Linked DNA regions of Gossypium hirsutum: region 2 is linked to region 1. The links are chromatin contacts, called in public Hi-C maps. All regions are on one chromosome and are shown on one strand. Each heading gives the region's core, a stretch centred on a gene start, on an enhancer-like site or on the middle of the called end of the contact. The rest is flanking DNA. Distances are from core to core; before and after follow the strand shown.

The links. Hi-C and Micro-C count contacts between places; a contact is called where the count stands out from the background.
Region 2: a Hi-C map of leaf shows a contact between it and region 1, with 1.8 times the contacts expected there. The contact joins the promoter of LOC107918439 here to the promoter of LOC107919511 in region 1. A contact is called at or near these places in 2 of 34 Hi-C or Micro-C datasets (both in leaf).

Annotation. Positions count from the first base shown.
Region 1 is chrD13:27,456,864-27,460,023 of Gossypium_hirsutum_v2.1, forward strand. It overlaps LOC107919511 (histone H2B.9), which reads right to left and starts at 1,674. Exons shown (of 1, transcript XM_016848959.2): 1 at 1,040-1,674. The coding sequence starts at 1,583. The coding sequence ends at 1,197.
Region 2 is chrD13:27,656,264-27,659,423 of Gossypium_hirsutum_v2.1, forward strand. LOC107918439 (protein FAR-RED-ELONGATED HYPOCOTYL 1-LIKE) reads left to right here and starts at 1,729. Exons shown (of 3, transcript XM_016848004.2): 1 at 1,729-1,883; 2 at 2,983-3,160. The coding sequence starts at 1,840.

The DNA of each region.
Region 1 (3,160 bases), core at 424-2,923:
CCTTTTTAATTAATTAACTATCGAAACGTTAAAATTTTTCAATGAAACTTTAATAAAACCTTAATGGCACTCTTTAAATATTTATAAAAATATTTACGGCTCGATTTATAGAAACGAGGTCCTGATACCTTATTTTTTAAAACCACTTGACCTTAAGGTCTTGCCACTTGAACTTAATCAATCGCTAATAAAACAAAAATCACTACATCAAAAACCTTTTCAAAGCCACGATTAACTCGTAAATATTAAATATAATAGTTACGAACTTACTAGTCAAATTTGGTGGCGCCGAAACCACTATTTTCGATACCACTATCAAATCTGGACAACCATATGTCCGGATTCATTCTAAACTTAACCTTTAAATTACTTATTATTATTATTTTTTAAAATTTTAAAATTTATTTAATATTTTTATAAATTGTAATAAGATTTTAAAAAGAAAATCAATATTACAAATTAATTTGTACGTACTAAAAAAATAAATTGCAAAGACTCAATTTAATTGAAAAAATTGCAAAGGCTTAATTAGTTTTCTAAAAAAATCAAAAGGTTTTTATACCATTAAATTTTATTTAATTAAAAAAACTTGAATTTTATTATTTTTCTAAATCTAAAAATCTAAAATTCTCGATTTTGATTTGAATTAGAAAATTCATCCCTATCAATTTGAAACCGAACAAACCTTTGACCATCAAACAAGTATAACCCAAATTCAGAGCTAAGAAACTAAAAACAACACAAATCATATAAAAGTAATCCCGAAGTAATTTGAAATTACTCAAACATAAAATCATCAAAATATATATAATTTAATTACTTCGCCCAAAAAATTTAGTGTCACCCTCAAACTCAAATAATTTGATTCTAAAATAATTTAAACTATTTAAATTGATTAAAAGAAATCTAAATCGATCAAAATTCAAGAGTCTCTAAAAGAAACTTTGACAAGTGATGGTTCAATTCGTTCAATTGACGATCATAACAGAAACTGGATAGCTATTTAGCATCATAATTGATAAATAAAAAAACATTAAAGTTAAAAGAAAAAAAAAGTGCCAAGTTCCATTCTTTAATCTATTGCATCTAGGACATTAAGGCATCATTTAAGTATAACATATATTCAAAAGAAATATAATATATAATGTAATATCGTAGCAATTAGATTAAAATCTCAAAACAAAAAGTCTATAAATCTAAGAACTGGTAAACTTGGTAACCGCTTTGGTACCTTCAGAGACTGCGTGTTTTGCCAATTCGCCAGGTAAAACTAATCTCACTGCCGTTTGGATCTCCCTCGATGTAATCGTTGGCTTCTTATTGTACCTGGCCAATCTAGAAGCTTCCTGAGCCAATTTCTCAAATATATCATTGATGAAACTGTTCATAATCCCCATGGCTTTGCTTGAGATACCGATATCAGGATGAACTTGTTTCAAGACCTTGAAAATGTAAATCTTGTAAGTCTCTGTGCTCTTTTTGATCTTTTTCTTTTTCTTATCCCCGCCTTCCTTTGATATTTTTTTCTCCACTGAGGCTGGAGCTTTCTCTGCTACAGGCTTTTTCTCGGCCTTTGGTGCCATTGGAAGAAAATGATGTTTCTACTCTTTTTAAACCAAACAAACAATCGGTAGAAAAATGAAGTTCAAAAGTCCGGTGGAGAGAAGCATGGGGAGATGGGATTGATTGTGTATTTATATACGTGTGTGATTGATCTGATTGGTTACTTGAGTTCCACACGGCTCGATGACAAGGCACTGTTTGATTGAGTTAGTTTAATGTGAACCCCACATGCAGGGGAAGATGTGGACAGTTAGAGATAATATCTCCATGGCCTAAAACACGGCAGTAGAATTAGGACTTAAAAAAACATGACTAATTGCTTAAAGCACAAATTTATTCGGACCGTAGGAATTCAACGTACAACCTTCATGTTAGTAGCATGAAAAATCAAAATATTAATTGACCAAAATTGTGTATTGATCGATTTATTACATATCCAGAGAGTGTAATGAAGAGGTTGATAATCTACCTAAAATGATTATTTGTAATAGTGGTGGTATCCAACTATTCGAAACGCTTCCAAGATGGCTTGGGTTTTAATTCAAAGTAATTCCTCGTAATGTTTTTTATTCACCCAAAAAATTACACGACAACTTCGAAGAAATACTCCAAATTAGGGTAAATGAGGCAATGATGTTTGCAATTTACTCGAGTTCGATTTGAAAATTTTGAATTCGAATCGGTAATTATTAAACCAAATTCGAGCTTAATAATACTTAAGTCAAATAGCATGCAAGCTTTATTGAGTTTTTCATATTTTTATATAATTAAATTACGTTATTACCCTTAACAAATATTATTAATTCTAAGCTTAATTTTTGAGTCGAGCTTGAGTACAAAAACTGGTACAAGAGCTTAATTGAGAGCTCGATTATATCTCAATTGAGCTTGAGCTTAAAAATAGATGTCCGATTGAGCCTAAACCAAGTATTGAGCTCTGACTTTATAAATTATCAATTCTTCAAAATATATAGGTTTTAATAGTGAAATGATCCTAGAATTATACCCTAATTCTCAAATTGACCCTTAAAATTTTCTTTATCATAAGTAGTCTTATAGTTTTATTTTGTCCCATATTTTGGTCAAAAAATGTAACACTACTAAATAACCATGTGTAACTTTGGATGAATAAAATCGCGACACATGACAAATTAATTACATTTAATATATATTTTTTTAATTTTCTTTTTTTCTTTTTCTTTCTCTTCTCCTTTCCTCTCCCTCGTATATTTTCTTTCTTCTTCGTCCTCTAATAATACAAAGTTTTTCCTTACCTTGGTATCGTCACTATTCAAAGGAACAAGTACCATTGCATGAGATTTTTACATCGCATGGTTGTTAGCTTTAGATCATAAAGAACACAAACCAGTCGGTCTTGCCCAAATGATAAATCCAAAGAAGATATAAAAAAGTCAAATATATTAAAATAAATGTTATTCCCCTTCTTCCCTTGGAAAAACATTAATCCTTAAATAATTTATAAGGCTATTATATCCCTCCTCCATCTGGACAAATGTCAGCAAGATAGATGGTGTTGGCCTCCCCTTTGACTCCACTTCAGATAATGTCTCGGGTAACCACCTGCCTTAACCAGAGG
Region 2 (3,160 bases), core at 479-2,978, 200 kb after region 1:
TGAAAGGTAAAATGATAGTTATATGTGCATTTAGTATAAGTGTTTTGTGAGTTGATGAATTGGTTGTGAATTGATACCTTGTTGTGTAAGACATATATGTCTAATTATGTTAGAAATTGAAGGGCATGGTTAACATCAATTGGTATGTTTTGGTAAAGTGATCTACATGATATGTAATGATGCACTTATCCATATAATTTAGTTGAACATTTGGTTATATTGAATGCATGGTTAAACATGTTTATAATTTTCATTTGAGGAGCTTAAGGGCATATTGGTTGTATGTGAATATACTACATGTTTAAGGCTTGATTTTGCTTGTTTTGGATGCCTTAATATGGCTTGTTTACATGCACAATTTTTGAGTGTAAGTTGATGCCAAATTGGGTGAGAAATATGGCTTGTAAAATGGCCTATTTTCATTCACATGGGCAGAGACACGAGCGTGTGTCTCAGCCATGTGTGACACACGACCATATGTCCCTTGTAGTTTTCAAAGGGTTGCAAGTCAGGCTGTTACATGGCTTAGCACATGGCCTGGCACACGGGCATGTGGGGTTACTTCGAAGTGTACACGGCCTAGCACACGGGCGTGTGGCTTGGTCGTGTGACCAAGTCTAAGAGTTACATGGGTACGGACACGGGCTGGGACACGACTGTGTGTCCCTATTTCGAATGCCCACATGGCCTGGCCACACGGCCGTGTGACCCATGCAGAGTTAAAAATTTTTACTATTATCTGAAAAATTCTCTGAGTTTTCAATTTAGTCCCGACTTGTTTCTAACACGTATTTTGGGTCTGAAGGGCTCGTATAAGGGACAATATGTATATTTTGAATTGATTTTAATGTATTTATTGATATGTTTTGAAATGTTTGAAATTCTGTTCATTTGTATTGTAAACTCCGATAATACTCCGTAACCCTATTTCGGCGACAGATACGGGTTAAGGGTGTTACACCCGACCTGAAAAATAAGCTTAAAATTCTATCGACACTCAACCTTGATTGAAAATACTAAACCCGAGCCTGATCTGGCCTGCTCGTGTTAATTTTTAGATTATTTTTATATAAAAATAAAGTTGAAAGTTATAATACATCAAATACACTAAAAACATTAAAATAAATATTTCCCAACAAAATAAAAATATATTAAAAAATTATTATACTTAAATAACACTAAGATAACTGCAACTTAGGTAACAAATATCTCTAAAATTGTCGTAAGATTAACAATAAAACAAGAGTTTTACATTATCTAAATAATAACAAAAAAATAGAAATAATATAATAATAAAATAACAGTAAAACAATAAAAAATACAACAAAATAGCAAAAAAAATGTTTAGACTAATTCAGATCGAATTGAACCCTTAATAAAAAAATCTTACTGAAAATCCAATTCATTTTTCGAATTTTTATTTTTATTTTTATTTATATTGTCTCACTTTTCTACTAAACATTCAGAATTTAAGAATCAGCAGGTAAAGAGTAATAACTTGAATAGTGGGATCTCTATGTACCGAAACATCTCGCAAACTACGAGAAACTCACGTGGCCACAGCATGGTCCTTACTGAGTTATCATCTCACGCGCTCCCTCAAAACACGAAACAAACGCTTCAACAATTAACATGAACAAAAACAACGTGTTAACACGTTATTGGTTACAGTAGTGCCACGCTCACATACCGAGGATCGATGAAAATTTCAACTTTATGAGAAGTGAAAAAATGGCGGATTTATTATCGGATATCCACAAACGAGGAGAAAAAGGTAGTCCTTTAGTTAAAGTTTCCTCCTTTAGCCTCAACTGAGAGTCGAAGATTTTCCGGCAGAAAATGGAAACAAATAATGAAACCAGCAACCCATCTCAGATTAAGAGGTTCCGTTTCTGGGTCTTTAATTTCTTACCTGCTTTGATTGCATGTACTTTGTAGTTTATTCTCTTGGAATCATGGAATCTTTTTTCGATATCAACATCCCTTGCGACTTGTTTTTCTATGTTAGTGGATCAGCTAACATTTTTACTAATTTAAGAGGATTTTGTGTGTGGGTGTTAGTTTTTTTTTGGTACATATTGTGGGCGTTAGTTAATATATCTAATCTGATCCTTTGCTGTTTAGTAGTTCTGCAACTGTCGTTTACCATCTGTGCTTCTCTTTGCTTAGTGGGGTTCTTTTACTTCTACCCTTTTAGCTTCACAGTATATATTTTGAGGGAAATTTTTACAAATTATGGTAATGAATATTCTCTGTTTCACTTGCTATTTTCAGATGTGAAAGAAAGAACCTTTTATAAACTTACATAATACTTATTTAAGGTCATGGTTGATGTCAATTATTCATTTTTGTTCATTGCTTTTTAATGGCATTAGGAGGTACCGTACACCATTCACTTTGCTGCTGTACATAAATGATATGATCCTCTATACCATAAAGTCCTCACTAATTCAGCAAAGCTCGAACTTGTTGAAGCCTTTAACTTGAAGTTTCAAGACCTAACCATATGGGACAAATTAACAATTTTCATAATTGAGAAAATTACTATTAATTCCTTGATATTGTCATTTACGCTTGTGCTAATCATTTATAGGCCCCTCAAGGTTTTGTTACCTTTAGATGTATCTCCACATATTTAAACTCGCATCTTCACATGCAAAAGAATGCACTCTACAAAATGGATACCAAGACTCGAAGAGAACAATTCCTATTTGTGTCTCAGAACATGGCCCAGCAAGTCGAGTCATGACATATATTATATCGGATTTTAGGTACCTTGTTGATCTCGTTTAAAACCTTGAACCAATAATGATCAATGGCCTAGCCATCTTGGATGCTTTTGTTTGTTATAACATTCAATCAGCATATTAGAAAGAAATCGATCTTCTAAGTAGGTTACCTTCCCTCCTCTTCATTTTGGAGATATATATATATATAGCTACTCCCTCTTTAACTTATTCCCAATTCTATTATCATTTTCAGCTTTCTCGAGAAGTCGATCAACATTGTTGATTTGAACAAAAAAAGGAAATTAGAGCCTGAACAATTGGGCTTGCCTTTATCAAAGCATCAATGTTGGAAGCAAAGCTCATCTTTGAAGCCTCCTACGTTTGGCAGTATCACACAAGTAGAGGGGTTCAGTCCATGCACTTTCCAAGGA